2 separate regions of the Pan troglodytes genome follow, and region 1 is linked to region 2. The links are chromatin contacts, called in public Hi-C maps. All regions are on one chromosome and are shown on one strand. The core of a region is the stretch at or near the end of the contact, and the rest is flanking DNA. Distances in the headings are between cores, read along the strand shown.

Region 1 (3,127 bases), core at 464-2,963, 85 kb after region 2:
GCACCCAGGATGGGGAATGACCTCCCTGTGGGCTCAGAGGAGGATGTTCTTAGGACCCCAGAGGCATGGCAAAGGGACAGTGTGTGGCTGAAAGAGCTTAAGTCAGTGTGTGCCCAGGGCCCTCACGCCTGCCATTGTGTTTAGGACTTGGGCTTTAGCCTCCGGAGCGAGATTCAAATCCTGCCTCAACTACTGATTGGCTATATGGCATTAAGTACTCGCCTCACATTTTTAAAGCCTCCATCTCCTTGTCTTTTAAAGAAGGGAATTGATGATGTTATGAAAACTGGATGAGAGAGTTTGCATATTGGTTAGATGGTTCCTGCAGTACTATTTTCATTATTTCCCTCTCTGAGCCTCAGTGTCTTCATCTGTAAAATGGGAATAATTAGCCTCACCTTGCCTAGGCTTGAAAGATCAGCCGGTAGTTTGAGACCTGCCTGGGCAATATAGCAAGACCCTGTTCACCACAAAAAGGAAAAAAAAAAAGGGCGAAAGATCAGTCTGTGAGTCAAGTAAGACACACATGTGAACGGGATGTGTGGAGTGCTTTGCTAACGCTCCATTGTCTTAGTTACTATGTGCCTGGTTTTCTGCTCAACCCTCCAGGGTACGACTTTGTACAAGTCCCCAGGTCTCAACAGGACAGTGGGTGATCAGCCTACCTGAGAAGTGAAACTCATGATTTGGGTGAGTAGACTAGAGGAGAATCACATCTTTCTTTCTTTCTTTTTTTTTAGACGGAGTCTCGCTGTGTCACCCAGGGATCTCGGCTCACTGCAACCTCTGCCTCACCGGTTCCAGTGATTCTCCTGCCTCAGCCTCCCGAGTAGCTGGGATTACAGGCACACGCCACCACACCTGGCTAATTTGTTATTATTAGTAGAAATGGGGTTTCACCATGTTAGCCAGGCTGGTCTTGAACTCTTGACCTCAGATGATCCACCTGCCTCAGCCTCCCAAAGTGCTGGGATTACAGGCATGAGCCACCATGCCCGGCCTGAGAATCATTTCTTGAGCTATGATCTGTAACATTCAAATGAGCCTCTACGGACACAAAACAGAAAAATCATCAAAAAATGTCGGTGGAAAGTTCAGGTGAGAGAACTCAGGTGATGGTGCAGACAGAAGCAAGTAGGGGAGAAAGCTGGCTTCAGGGAGAGTGGTTAGGCCTTTGTGAGAAAGACTGGGGACTTCTCATATCATCCTCTGTGTCCCAGTTCCCAAAACACACACGCACATGGGCACATGCATGCAGGCACACAAAAACAAGCCCACACACCAGACGAAAAAATACAGATGCAGGTACACACACATGGACATGGACATGTGTGTGCCTGTGCCCATATAAACAAACATTAGTGCACACACACACTCACACACACACGGGCTCAAGCAGTATATGCTCACACACAACCATACACACAGATACGCACAGAGGTACATTCACACACAGACCAACACACACAGGCACACAGATGCATGCACGCATGCACGTGCGCGCGCACACATACACACACGTGCACCCACCCTCAGTGATACCTTCCAATCCACTGGCCTCTCCGAAATTAGCACAGACCATTTTCCCACGACCGTTTCTCGCTGAGCGTGTGATTCCAAAACTGTCCACAAGAAGGTGCTCGGGAGCCAGAATTCAGGCGTTCCCGGCCCGCGGACGCTTAGAGAGAGGAGCTTCGGAGTTATGGGGGGACCCACCCTTCCATTTAATAACTGAGAAAGCCACGGGAGGGGACTTGCTGGGCTCACAGCCAGTGATCCCTGCCCTGTTTCCTTATGGAGATTGCGGTCAGAAATGGGGAGTGGGGCAGAACCTGTCACTGTCACGGTCCTGTTTAGAGAGGAAGGTCGGAGAAACCAGTGCCGTGGAAGGCTCTCGGGCGTTGACAGGCGCTGTCCCCAGCTCACCGGCTCTATGACCCTGGGTAAGTTACCTGGCTTCTCTGTTCCTCAGTTTTCTCGTCTTCCCTGACCCAGGCTTTCCCGACTCCTCTAGGGGCCCCTTCCCCTCTCCATGAAACCTTCAGATCTCGGGCTGTTTTCCCCACTCAAGTGGCATCTCAGCTATCCCCTCCCGGGTTAGGCCTCCCTGGCCCCTATTTAACGGTGTCCCCACCCCCACCACTATCTTGTTTGTACCAACACTTGCTGCATGACCATGCACACTTGTTCATTTGTTCACGTTTATTTTGTCTTCTCCAGAAGAATGGGAACTTCGTAAGAGCAGGGACGTGAGGGTGAACTGCTCACCCGGGCACCGCTGGCGACCGGAACCCAGCTCCCTCCGGGCTCCGGGAGAGGCGGCCTCAGCTGTGTGCTGGTGCTGCCCTCCAGCGGCGCTGGGTCCCCATGGCACCTGGCTTTCTCCTGCTCCCCAGGGGCCTTTTCTTCTCCCACCCACCTGTCACCAGCTGCCAGGGCAAGTCTCTGTGTGACTCTAGGGTGAAGGTGGAGGGACCTTGCCTCCGAGGATTCATCCCACCTGGACTCCGATGAGTGAGGGACCCTCTCTGGCACCTGGTGTTTGAATGGCCAGCCTCACAGTTAATAAAGACAAGTTTGGTATCAGCTGTGGGATCCGTCCAGCAAAAGACACTTTTGGGTCAGAAATATAATGGTGCCTGTCTCGACATAGTCTAATAAGGAAAGAAAGACAAGCCAGTCCAACGGTCCCATTTTACAGATGAGGTCACTGCATCCCCACCTAGGACAGGAGGGTACAACGGCCTGGCCTAAGATAACCCTAGAATATGGTCACTCATTCTTCCACCCACTGAGAACCTCAGGGCAGTAGCGTTTTATGCAAAGCATGTGGTCCTGAACACCTTGCATAATTCAAAGCGTGCATAATTTCTGACTAATTTTGCCAGAGAAATGAATGCAAAGTAGAAAGGATGGGTTGCATACATTACTCCAATTGTGGCATATTTTTGCCTTAATGCTGCTTTTTATTTCCCTGGCATTATCGCTAATATTTCATAACGCACTCTCTGCTAAATTAACAGTGCAGCATTTCCTGCCGGTGGTTTGGCCTTCTTCATAACGTTTTATCACATCTCACTTCCTTTCCAATGTTATCGATTTTCAGGTGCGTTTTTCAGCACCACCA
Region 2 (3,287 bases), core at 344-2,843:
GCCCATCCCCCCAGGGGATCTGTCCAGGTGAATATCTGAAAGGTGTCAAAGGGAAAGGACAAAACTGCTCCAGGAGAAGCTCCATGGGGCTAGCCAAAGTAGCCAAATCTGTCCACAGGCATGAATTTGGCTATGAAACTAGAGATGAGCCAAAAATCAGAAACGGTCCATGCAGAAAGAGAATTGGAAAAGCTTCCTTCCCCACAAGAGTTTCTGCCCCATCTACTTAGGCCTCAGCCCCTTCCTACAGGATGCAGAGGTGACCAAGGGTAAAGAGGGAGAGGCCAGGTTTCAGCCTGGGTTGCTATAGGATCCCCTTGAGGGAAACAGGTCCTCAAAGTACAGGATGTCATAAAGTCTAGTTTGATGGATGAGGGAGCAAGCAGCCCCCTCTCGAGAGTCCCACGGATTAGAGGGACATCCTGCACCTGCTTCCGCTGAGGGCTTCCCTCTGACACCATGCATGTCACTTTCGCTATTTTTCACAAGAGTAAGAAAGTTCATTGTAGACTTGGTGCAGTCTACAATTACTGCTTGGGATGCTGAGGGACAGTCATAAAGAGTGCTGTATCCTTTCTGTACAACAAAAGAGCAGTCTGGACTTGAGTACTTGAGCCTTGTGCTGTGTGTGTGTGTGTGTGTGTGTGTGTGTGTGTGTGTATACATGCGCACATTCATGTTCAGCAGAGATATTGCTTCCCAGCCCTAGGCTTATGTGAGGAGGGTAAGCATATGGCAATGAGGTCAGGAGACAACCTGAGATCGTCTGGCACTTAGTGATTCTGTCTGGGGACATAGCAGGTGCTGACAGAATCTATCACTCTGCAAATGTACAGACTCTGTGTGACAACAACGTATGCAACAGGGTCTCCAGGGTGTGGAGAAGCTCTTGCCTTATGGGTGAGCATGAACAAGGAACAGAGAGTCAGCTTGTGATGCAGTGGGTGCGTCTCTCCCCACAGGAGCATATGGGGGCTGTTGGATTGGAGATGTATGTGTTTGTACACGCATGCACATTTGAGTGTGTTGGTGGCAGCAGCCTAGAATTCTGGCCCCATCTCTGAACCAACTCACTCTAGGACCTTGGCCATGTTGCTTTCCCCCTTTAGGATCTTGGCCTCCTCAGCTATAAACAGGAGGGGCAGACCACATTGTTCAAGTTCTGCAGTCTGATCTCCTGAAGTGTGTGTGGGTTGGGGGGTGGAAGAAAAAGAGGAGGGGATGCAGCCCCAACAGGGCAGAGCCTTCTCCCCCTACCCCTTGCCACAGCAGCCTCTCCTGGCAGCAGGGCCCCAGCCTTCCCAGTGGAGGGCAGAGGAAGAGAAAAATCTCTCCCATGGGAAGGTAAATTTCATTGACTGCCCATGAAATGCTCAGGATACACAAGCCAAGAAGCCCTCACCTGCTCAGCCCCAGCAAAGGGGGCTGAGTTTGGGGATAGAAGCACTTGGAATGGGGGTTGGAATTTCAGAGCCACGAGCCTGGCCTGAGGCTGGCATCATCTCCCCAGAACCACATCCCACTCCCAGCAGCTCCGGACTAGTTTCCAAGCTACAGGGGTGAGAGGCGGAAAGCGTTAACCCCTTGCCAGCCAGAAAAGCTGCCCTGGCTCATCACAGTCAGTATCCTGCACCTCCCACTAACTTGAACTGCCTGACTCAGAGACTGGGGGACGCTCCAAACAAAAAGGGACGGAAAAGCTAAACTACAGCACCCTGAGCTCCCCTCCAGCCAGCCCTAGTTAAAGGTCATAATGAAGGGACACTTTCCCCAATGGACCTCCTTCTTCGACCACCTTTTCCTTTTCCTTTTTTTGTCAGGAAGACTTTAATTGAGTCTCCTTGGGGAAAAGCGGCTTCTTCTAATTCAGCTCTTAATTAACCCAGCACACCCCAAAGAGGCTGCAGAACTACTCGTAAATTAAATATGAAAAGCATTATTTATCTAGGCACAGCCTTCCAAGGGCTCTGATTCTGACGTTTATAGTTAATAATGAAGATGGATTTGGAGGGAGAGTCGGAGAGGAGAGAGACTATTGCCTGGGGAGAGAATGGAGCCCGCGGGCCTGGTGAGTGTCTTCCAGGGTTGGGGGAATGTAGTCCTCTCAGGCCAAGGGACTGCTTGCCTGGATCTTTGGAAGGTGAGGGAGGATCAGTACAGGTTCAGGGATCTTGCAGGGTTATTGGCCGAGGCCCTCTCCCACTAGCCCGAGACCCCTCTCCCTGCCCCATGCCTCATTCCCCTGCCTAACCATTCTCCTCCTTGCTCCCACCCTGTCTCCAGCCCACCCCTAATGGAAGAAAAGGAAGATGGGGGGAGGGGGGAGCAAGAAACACAGGTGAGAGAACTGTAATGATTCTTTATATAACATCAATTGCTCAGGAAAAGGCAGCACTATGACTCTCCTTCCTTCTCAGGGCCTTCGCTGCATCTCTAGGAGCTCCCACCCCATGTAGTTGCATGTCCCCAACTCAGTCCAGGTATAGGAGTTCAACTTCCCATTCTTAGAAAACCACAGGAAGGAGGGTTCTAGTTTGGGATTTGCTCTCTCTGGAGTCCTCAGCCTCATTTTTCCTATAGACGAGTCTGTGTTCATGTCTTCCTATGCCTTTTTCCTTCGGCCTCTTTGGCCTCTAGAGAAAGGAGTGACATGTGCCTTGGCTCTCCTAGGAAACCAGTCCCACTTTAAAAGGTTACTATCCCTCCAGGCCTTGTCCAGCTGATCATTTCAAGGGCACTCACTGAGTTCCTCTGCCACCCACTCTAAATTAGGTGCAACACTAAACTCAACGAGGAGCACTAGACATAGGCTCAGCCCCCACAGAGCTTCCAATGCAGTCAAGGAGGACCTATGAGAAAGAAAAAGCATGTCAAGATGCGCCACATTTCCCAGGAAGTGTGTCTCTTTCATAGCAATGAGTCAACAATCCCAACTTTGTTCCACTACAGGCATGTAGGGGACAGGGCGTTAACAGAGACAGAAGTTTTAGCAAGGTACAGCTAAAGCCCTTGCTGCCTGGAAGCGGGACCCTGGACTCAGTAACAGTACAGACATCTGAGACTATTGTGTCATCACCTCTGCTAGGCTCCACTTAAGCAGCTTCTGTGCCACCTGAAAGCCTGGAGGTTGGGTGTTCTGGTGTTTTGATATCTAGACAAAGACAGCCTTCGACACCCAAAAGCCCTTACCAGGCACTGTCAACAACTAACACAGCAGAAGAACACCAAGGTGCTGAGCCTTGGGTTCAGGCTTCCCACTGCAGACAGACATCACCTAACTACCAGAC

Evidence for each region. Hi-C and Micro-C count contacts between places; a contact is called where the count stands out from the background.
Region 1: a Hi-C map of induced pluripotent stem cells shows a contact between it and region 2, with 1.7 times the contacts expected there. The contact joins the promoter of LOC100614109 here to the enhancer-like site in region 2. A contact is called at or near these places in 2 of 7 Hi-C or Micro-C datasets (both in induced pluripotent stem cells).

The regions. Positions count from the first base shown.
Region 1 is chr9:49,779,143-49,782,269 of NHGRI_mPanTro3-v2.0_pri, forward strand. LOC100614109 reads left to right here and starts at 1,714. Exons shown (of 2, transcript XM_003313000.5): 1 at 1,714-1,943; 2 at 2,221-2,586. The coding sequence starts at 1,814. The coding sequence ends at 2,453.
Region 2 is chr9:49,694,113-49,697,399 of NHGRI_mPanTro3-v2.0_pri, forward strand. No RefSeq gene overlaps it. Among named protein-coding and RNA genes, the nearest start is that of CHST1, 19 kb to the left of the region's middle. Within about 2 kb of position 1,594, at least 1 of the 24 cell types and tissues checked has an H3K27ac peak or open chromatin away from gene starts, as enhancers often do. A contact at or near this core is called in induced pluripotent stem cells, where this site is marked.